Linked DNA regions of Mus musculus: all the other regions are linked to region 2. A link is a contact called in public HiChIP or PLAC-seq and promoter capture Hi-C data. All regions are on one chromosome and are shown on one strand. The core of a region is the stretch at or near the end of the contact, and the rest is flanking DNA. Distances in the headings are between cores, read along the strand shown.

Region 1 (2,700 bases), core at 28-2,527, 930 kb before region 2:
GATACAGCAACATCTGCCATGTCTGCCTCCTCTGAGCTCATGAAAGGTGGCTGACCTGGAGATCTGGGCAGAAAACACCCACCAAAGAGATCTGGAACAACTACCACCCTTACACTCTATTCTTAGACCAGCCACTACGAGTGGGGAAGGATGAAGGTGGGCCAAGGACAGGGCTCTTCTTCCCTAGGTTCCAGTAGTTTCTCAGACGCCACCAAAGGGCCCATTACTAAAACCTTCACAGGCTTGACAAGGAAAGCCTCGTTAAAACCAAGGTCTGTCAGAAACCTGACTCAGTTGCCCAAAAGAGAAAACCGGGTTTGAAGTAGATTAACAAGAGAGGCAGATTGTCCACAAGCTGGAGACACTCACTAGTCTGAAGCATTAAGCTCACATGGATGGAGCAATTTCATCTTCCAAACTCCCTGTCTAGCTCCAACGGAGTGTTGTGCAATAAACTTACGATGTAAGTGTTTCTAAAGGACTAGGAAAGAAATAAGTGGAGTTTGAGAGATGTCCCAACGAGATCGGCTGGGGTTGTTTTCCTGGGTGACTGCCATGCACTTTAGAGTACTGAGAAAGTCCAAGGAGATCCAGGAGAAAGGTCACCAGAGTGAAAGGTTTCACGCTTGCTTCTACTAACATGGGGCAGGGATGGCAAAAGCTCTTGGGGTGGTGGGTGGGTCTAGAGGTGGTTCTTTAAGTCAACGGTGGGATTTTTGCCACAGTGGTTAAGAGAGGGGTGTCTGACTAGCCGGCAAGAGGAAGGTGACATCTCCCTGAACAGGACAGGGGCAAGCGCCTAACTCTGGGGGCGGGGGAATAGCCGCTCCAATGTACCCACTGTCACTTATAACCCACCCGTCACCGACTCGATCCTCCTATCGGAATGCTCACATACTAGGCGCGAATGTCACTTGCTTTCCCAGGGTCCCAGTGTCGCGACACGCGCGCGGACGCGCCTGTCAAGACAGGGCTCCCTCCCGATGACTCGCCTGCCCCAGCATCCAACTGGCTTCTTGGGGCGCGGGGGCCCGGAGCCCGATGCACTCACACGTTGAGGACGTTGCGCTTGTTGCTGAGGTAGCTCTCGGGCAGCGGGGACAGCTCCTTGACGACCGAGCCCGCCAGCATGGCGGCCACCAGCGCCCAGGGCAGGTGGCGCCGCACCGTCGCCCTCACCAGCGTCCCGCGGAGAAACCACGCGCAGCGCTCCAGGTGCTCCATGCCGGTCCTTCTCGGCTACCGTCCGCCTTCCAGAGCCTTCTCGGCCACCGTCTTACCCTTCGCCCGAGCTGGCACCACCACATCCCCTCTGGGCGCATGCGCGCTTCCTGCAAGCTCCGCCCCCTAGAGGGCGTGTCTCCCTCTAGTGGCCTTGATGGGTCTCTGCAGAGTGCAGGTCTGCATTTACCTGCGCCGCTTCCACTCATCGCCCCCAAGCTACTGGCTGAGATCACTGCAGGCTGCTCTTTGCCTGGGCAACCTGCTCCCCTCATGTTTGTGGGATGGGATTCTCGCTTTCTTTATCTGCAAAACAAACAAGAGACCCACCTTTCTTAAGAGCTAGTTTGGGAGTTCCGTATATTGGGTCAGTTATAGGGTTTTTCAGATGAAATTTCTTTGCAAAGTCATTAATAAATTTAAATCTTATTTACTTGTTTTGTTTTCAGACTGGGTTTCTCCAAGTAGACCTGGCTGACTTGGAACTCATTCTGTATAACCAGGGTGGCCTCGAACTCAGAGATCCCCTAAACTTGACCTCCAGAGTACTGAGATTAAAGTCATGTGCCACTTCGGGTTTTGAGACAAGTAAGGGCACTTGTTGCCAAACCAAATAACCTGGATTCAGTCCTTGGGATCCACATTGTGGAAGGCAACTCCCATAAGTTGCTCTCTCCACATTGTGGAAGGCAACTCCCATAAGTTGCTCTCTCTCTCTCTCTTTCTCTCTCTCTCACACACACACACACACTAAATAAATAAATAAATACAGATAAATAGATAAGTAAATAAATGTAAGAATGAATCAGCTGAAAAAAAAAAGGATGAATCAACTGTGTTGTTGACTGAACATCTTGGGCTCCCAAGGTTTGCAGAGCTCACATGAGGTACTGGTGACTCAGTCACTCAGTTTTGTCCCTTAGCTAAGCTCCTAGCCCGTAATGTTAGGTGTCAAAGTCAGGGCTTCCCAACCATGAGTTATTCCTTAGTGACTGTAGTTTATAGATTAGCACTTTAAAATCAAGGTGAAAACTCAAACCCATCACTTTCTAATTATTTTACTATGTTCTATTATTATTTATGTTCTTGTTTGTCTATTTTGAAACAGGATCTCTTACGTGACCCTGGCTGGCCTGGAACTCACTTTATAGAGAGGGCTGGTTTTGAACCTGTGTTGTCTTCCTGTCTCAGCCTCCCTCTTGGGTGCTGGGATTACAAGCATGTCCCATCACATCTGGTTTATCTATGCCTGAGCCTACCTGTATCCATTGTGCCTCCCGGGAACACCTCTGTGCTCTCTTCTCCCTTCTGTGATATCACACAGGAAGCTTGAAATCAGCCACAATAGAAGTATTTGCACTAAGGAAATTGGCAAGTGCTACAAATCAGGCCTGTGTTCTGTCATCACCTGTCTTCGTTGAGCTGTGACTCCATTTGTCAATGTGTGGTTGAACTGAAATCACAGGTGAACCGTGGAGA
Region 2 (2,726 bases), core at 72-2,571:
CAGGAAGAGCAGCAACAGAGAGAGTGGCCAGCAGCAGGGGCCTCTCATGGTGCTTGGAAGGATGACGAACCACAGTGTCACAGCCTGCAGCTAGAAAAGAAGGTCGCAAAGCAACAGTTTTGACGGTGCTTTTATTGCAGGGGATGAACACTCTGGCTTTGCGTATGTTCAAAATGTTTTGCCAGGCATAGCTGCACACTCGGGAGGCAAAGGCAGGCAGATCTCTGGGAGTTTGAGGACCAGTCTGTTCTTCATAGTGAGTTCCAGGCCACCCAGGGCTACATAGTGAGATTCTTTCTCAAAACAAAACAAAAAGGCTCATGATAATTTTTTGATGTCACCACACTGGGATTGCTGAAACTCACAGAGGAGCCTTTGTAAAAAATGGCATTTTACAGAACTACAGGGCACTAAGTTAATAAGAAGTAGATAAAAATACATAAAACTCAAAAGGAGATAAACGCTTGTATTAAAAAATTATATACATATGTGTGTATATATATATATACACACACACCATATATATGATATATATTACAGATCATACACATCATATATATTATATAGCATACACACCATATATGTGTGTGTGTGTTACATATATATACATGTATATGGTGTGTGCTCACACACTATGGCACACACGTGTGGAGGTCAGGGGGCAATTCGCTGAAGTCCGTTTTCTCCTTCCTCTGTGTGTGTCCCAGAATTAAACAGGACTGAACTCCGGTGGTCAGTCCCGACAGCAAGCACCTTTACCCACTGAGCCATCTTGCCAGTCCCCGAAAGAACCCCTTCCTAAATACCAGATATAGTGCTAAATGTGCTTTTCCGTTGTGGCATTGACCCTCTTTGTAGTTCCGACATTTAAGGCTGTTTTGGTTCGGTTCTCCCTATTCAGAAATAGGCTTTAAGAAATTAAATGCTGCTACCCAACGCCTTATAGCAGGAAAGTGGCTGCGGCCGAGATAGAGTCCTGTCTATCTGGTGTGTGAGTCAGCTAAGGTGCTCCACACTCTCTTCTTCTGCGGACAGAAATCATTCCCCATATTCCCCCAAACCCGTGCCACACGCCAAAGAGCAGCTCTTGGGGTCTGGGTTCTTAGTGGTAGGCCAGAGAGTGGAGTCCTGCACAAGACACGCCTCGGTGTCTGTTTCTCGCCTGCTCTTAGGAGAGGCCGCCAGGGGGCGCCTGCTGGGTCTGGCTTCTACTGCCGTGGGAAGCCTACATCTGCCCAGCAGGTGTCCCTGCCCAGAGCAAACAGGCCGCTGGGAGTCCCGGGACCTTGAAGATAAGGCTTGGACAGGATAAATCCAGTGTGAGGATCGGATCGGGGCTTAGATGTGTGAACGGTATCGAAGTCAGTGGCGGTAGATGTGCCCAGAGGGCAGCAAGAGAGCGGCCTGGGCCTCGATGAGCAGCCATGGACCCCAGGGAGACAACAGGTGAGCCCTCTCCTTCCTGTGTAGCCTAACTAGGTCCCTTGAGAACCACTAAGGGAACACACACACTGTACGGATGGAAAATGTGCTGCCCAATAAGACTACCCAGCTGGGCTCCAGGCACAGAACTAAACCTAGCTCTCACCCCCCTACACCCCACCCCTGTCTCTTCCTCCAGAGAAGCCTGGTTCCCTTGCACCTAAGAATCACTAAGCCTTTCTTCCGTTCCCCACCCCACCCCCACACGGCACACTGAGCCTGCTCTATCCATTTTTCTGTGGTTTCTTGGCAGAGCAGGCCATCGCCCCTTAACCCACGGCTGCCCCTCCCTCAACCCCCCAGTTCCTTGAATGAGCCCATTCTGAGCAAGGCCGGTGCGTGGCTCTGACTCCAGACCAGCTTCCTATCCGAGATTCTTCTCCCTTCTGGCTTTCCAGCGAGGGTAGAAGAACAAAAATCCTTCTGGCAGGGTCTGTGGTGGTAAGGTGACAAGCTAGCTAGATGTGCCAGTGGCTTGATGGTGGAGGTAGGAGGAAAGGCAAGCCTTTTCTAGAGTGGGCCAGAGCGGAGCCAGCACCCCAGGGCAAACATCTGAGTATAGCTCCACCGGGCCTTTGAAACTCAGGGTTGGCTCTTGACTAAGGGCTCCCTTAAGCTCCTCTTGGCTTAAGTCAACACGCACTTGATGTCGCTTGCACCTCAGGACTCTTAGAAAGTCAAAACAGCTGCCCTCTCAATTTCAGCTTTCCAAATCCGCTGTTCCACGGGGGGGGGGGGGGCGGTCTAGGGAGGGCAAAGAGAGTCATCATCGTTCAAAGGCTTGCTTTGAAGTAGTGGCCCATTAGAGTGAGCCCAGGTCTCCTGATAAGGATCCTTGCATTGAAGAGGAAATTTCTCGGACGCCCTTAGGATAGGGAAAGTGCATTCCCAAGGAAAGTGCGCTCCAAAGAGGTCTGAGTTCAAGAGCTAATCCGGAAAGGACACTTTGGGAAGGTGCCAGGCGTGGAGGGAGATTAGGGAAGGAGGACCTGCATTTTGTTGGCCTTGCCAGAGGGGGATCGGAAAAGGTACTGCAGGTTAGACGTGGACACGTAGGCTGTTAAGACTTGTCCCCCTACGGGTTTTACGCTGGCTTCCCTGCAGACCCCTCGTTGCCCCCGGGCCCTTTGACTCACCTGAGCCTGCCGGACAGCTCAGAGGTGCGGCTACAGAGCGACGGGCCCAGCCTCCTGGGGAGTTGGACCAGGTAACGGCGGCGGCGTGGGCAGGTTGCCCTAAGTGGG
Region 3 (2,700 bases), core at 102-2,601, 550 kb before region 2:
GATGCCAGGGACCTTAAGCATCAAGGCTTGCTGTATTCCCAGCTGTCTAACATATCCCAGAGTCATCTGCTTCTCTTCATCTGTTATTGAAGGCTAGCCCCCCGAGCCCATACCTGACTGACACCATTCCCCTGGCTGGTCTCCACTCAGCCACCTTTTCTCTTCCATGTGGCAGCCCCTTGTTTTTTTTTCCAAGGTGTGGTGGTAAGACATGATGTCATTTAGCCTAGTCTGGGTTTGAACTTCTAGTCTTCCCTGCCTCCACCTCCCAAGCACTGAGATTATAAGTGTGGACCGCCATGCCTGGCTCTGATGCCTTTGAAAAGAAAAGAAAAGAAAAGAAAAGAAAAGAAAAGAAAAGAGAAGAGAAGAGAAGAGAAGAGAAGAGATGAAAAGAGAAGAGAAGAGAAGAGAAGGGAAGGGAAGGGAAGGGAAGGGAAGGGAAGGGAAGGGAAGGGAAGGGAAGAAGAGAAGAGAAGAGAAGAGAAGAGAAGAGAAGAGAAGAGAAGAGAAGAGAAGAGAAAAGAAAAGAAAAGAAAAGAAAAGAAAAGAAAAGAAAAGAAAAGAAAAGAAAAGAAAAGAAAAAAAGGTTTCGACTGTCCTGAAAAACCAGCCTGGGATCTGGCAAGGTGGCTCAGTGGTTAAGATCATAGTACCTGGGGTTTGATTTCCAGCACCCACATGGTGGTTCATAAGCGGCTGTAACTCCAGTTCCAGGAGATCCTACACCCTCTTCTGGCCTCCATGGGCACTGTAAAAGTGGTACACAGACATACATGCAGGCAAATATAAAATAAAAATTAAATAACAAAAAATGAATTTGTAGAAGTCACTTCTCTCTGGCCCTCCTGTCTGTCTCTCCAGCCTGCATCCTAATTCTCTTGGCTCCAGTCACACCAGCTTCTTTGCTGTTCCCTGTCACCAAGTCACCTCCCTTCTGCTCTAGCGAGGGACCTACGTGTGTGGCCTGGATTTTCTCTCCCTGGTCACTCCTGGATGACTTGGCACGCACCTCCCCAAGCGTTTTCCTCCTTCATCACACCTGTCTTACTTCATCGTTTTGTCCATTTGTCATCCATCCCTGCTTGCCGGCATACCCGTTCTACTCCCACGGAGAAGGGTGGGCACCAGAGGGCGCTTGGTGAATATTTGCTAAATGATAGACGGGAGAAAGGAAAGGGTCCCGAGCCCCCAAGAGCTAGGGCGAGTTACGGATGGAGGCTGCTGCTGCTGTGCACACCTGGACCGGGCCTCTGCTCCAGATGTCCCTGCGGGCCCCTGCGTGGGTTAGGGCGGGGAGCGTCGGGAGAGCTCAGAGCCCGCCCCCTGCTGTAAGCCGGGCGCGGCGGAGATGGAGCTGGAGCCGTCGGGGCGCACGGAAACCGGCACTCGGAGCGGGAGAGCCGCGATGAGGAAGCAGAGCGCGCGCACGGCGGCGCTCATTCTGTGCATCCTGTCCTACCTGCTGGTGGGTGCCGCTGTTTTCGATGCGCTGGAATCCGAGGCGGAGCGCAGCCGGCAGCGGCTGCTGGCTCGGAAGCGGGGCGAGTTCCGCAGAAAGTACCGCTTCTCCGCCGACGACTACCGCGAGCTGGAGCGCCTGGCGCTGCAGGCCGAGCCGCACCGCGCCGGCCGCCAGTGGCGCTTCGCAGGCTCCTTCTACTTCGCCATCACGGTCATCACCACCATCGGTGAGCCCTCCGGAGCCTCCCCTCTGCCCCACTCAGTCCTGATCTCTCCTCCGGTGCGATCCCACCTCCGCCCCTTTGACTTTGGAAAGGGCTTGCCAGCACGCTGAGGCGCATTTGCCTCGCTGAGCAAAATGGGGGCAATCAGTTAGCTGACACAAGGCTGTAGGCACCCACACAAGGGTGGATACTAGAAACCCTGGGCTCTCGGGGTGAACAGAAGTGAGGCTTTCTTGTCCCATTGTGTCAGCTATGTGACCTTAGATAAGTTTCTTGACTTCTCTGAGCCTTCTCTGAGTGTTCTTTGAAAACTAGGATTGCTAATATGTCTTGCAAGGAGGAGGGAGGAATGCAGAGCTGTGATAGAGATTATTATTAAGGAGATAATGTGTGTAGATCGTTTTAGCATAGGGCCTGACCCACAGAAAACATTATGAAAACAAGATTGTTTGTATATAAGATAACAGTTATCCGTTAACCCCGTGATATCAGCACTCTCCCTTGTCTTTTGACTGCTGTGTGGTCAGAGAGTCTAATAGGCGTCCAATAACTTTTTAAGGGAATGACTAATTACAAAGCTTTGATCTCACGTTGGGGCAGCCAGAGGAGCCCCTATGTATACCATTTGGACTCTAGCTGTTACCATAACCACATCTGGCCAGGACCCGAGGTCCTAAGCCTGAGGAACCTGCAGAAGCAGGCTCCCTAGGGCTTCAAACCTGTTAGCTAGCCCCTTGGTGCTGGGCTCCAGCTGTAGTTGCTAGGTGTGCCTACAGTCTCCCTCAGTGGAACAAACCAGCAGCCCACACCTTGGAGAGTGCACTTGCACAAAAGCTGTGGGTTTAAGCACCCATGCAACCCCAAACGCTGAGTTCGGAGTATCTCCTGCTACCAGCCTTCTCAGGCAAGTGGCTGTGCCCTCTTGGCACACGTTTTTGTCAAAGGCAAAATGTGAATGTTCTGCCTTGCCGGGCGAATGAGGGCCCAGCATGGGGCCAGAGGCTATGCAGGT

What was found. Promoter capture Hi-C pulls out the DNA fragments that hold promoters and counts their contacts. HiChIP or PLAC-seq counts read pairs in DNA pulled down with a chosen protein or histone mark.
Region 1: a FOXA1 HiChIP or PLAC-seq map of pancreatic cancer cells shows a contact between it and region 2. The contact joins the promoter of Fitm2 here to the promoter of Rbpjl in region 2. A contact is called at or near these places in 2 of 39 promoter capture datasets (embryonic stem cells and pre-B cells) and 1 of 115 datasets of contacts at active chromatin or transcription factors (pancreatic cancer cells).
Region 3: a promoter capture Hi-C map of embryonic stem cells shows a contact between it and region 2. The contact joins the promoter of Kcnk15 here to the promoter of Rbpjl in region 2. A contact is called at or near these places in 6 of 39 promoter capture datasets (the 3T3-L1 cell line, the C10 cell line, the HPC-7 cell line and 2 more) and 1 of 484 Hi-C or Micro-C datasets (embryonic stem cells).

What each region holds. Positions count from the first base shown.
Region 1 is chr2:163,471,352-163,474,051 of GRCm38.p6, forward strand. It overlaps Fitm2 (fat storage-inducing transmembrane protein 2), which reads right to left and starts at 1,278. Exons shown (of 2, transcript NM_173397.4): 1 at 1,052-1,278. The coding sequence starts at 1,224. 2310001K24Rik (RIKEN cDNA 2310001K24 gene) reads left to right here and starts at 1,194. Exons shown (of 1, transcript NR_028122.1): 1 at 1,194-1,652.
Region 2 is chr2:164,401,873-164,404,598 of GRCm38.p6, forward strand. Rbpjl (recombination signal binding protein for immunoglobulin kappa J region-like) reads left to right here and starts at 1,322. Exons shown (of 12, transcript NM_009036.1): 1 at 1,322-1,446; 2 at 2,587-2,689. The coding sequence starts at 1,425. Matn4 (matrilin 4) reads right to left here. Exons shown (of 11, transcript NM_013592.4): 1 at 2,619-2,726; 2 at 1-90. The coding sequence starts at 48.
Region 3 is chr2:163,852,399-163,855,098 of GRCm38.p6, forward strand. Kcnk15 (potassium channel, subfamily K, member 15) reads left to right here and starts at 1,352. Exons shown (of 2, transcript NM_001030292.1): 1 at 1,352-1,691. The coding sequence starts at 1,352.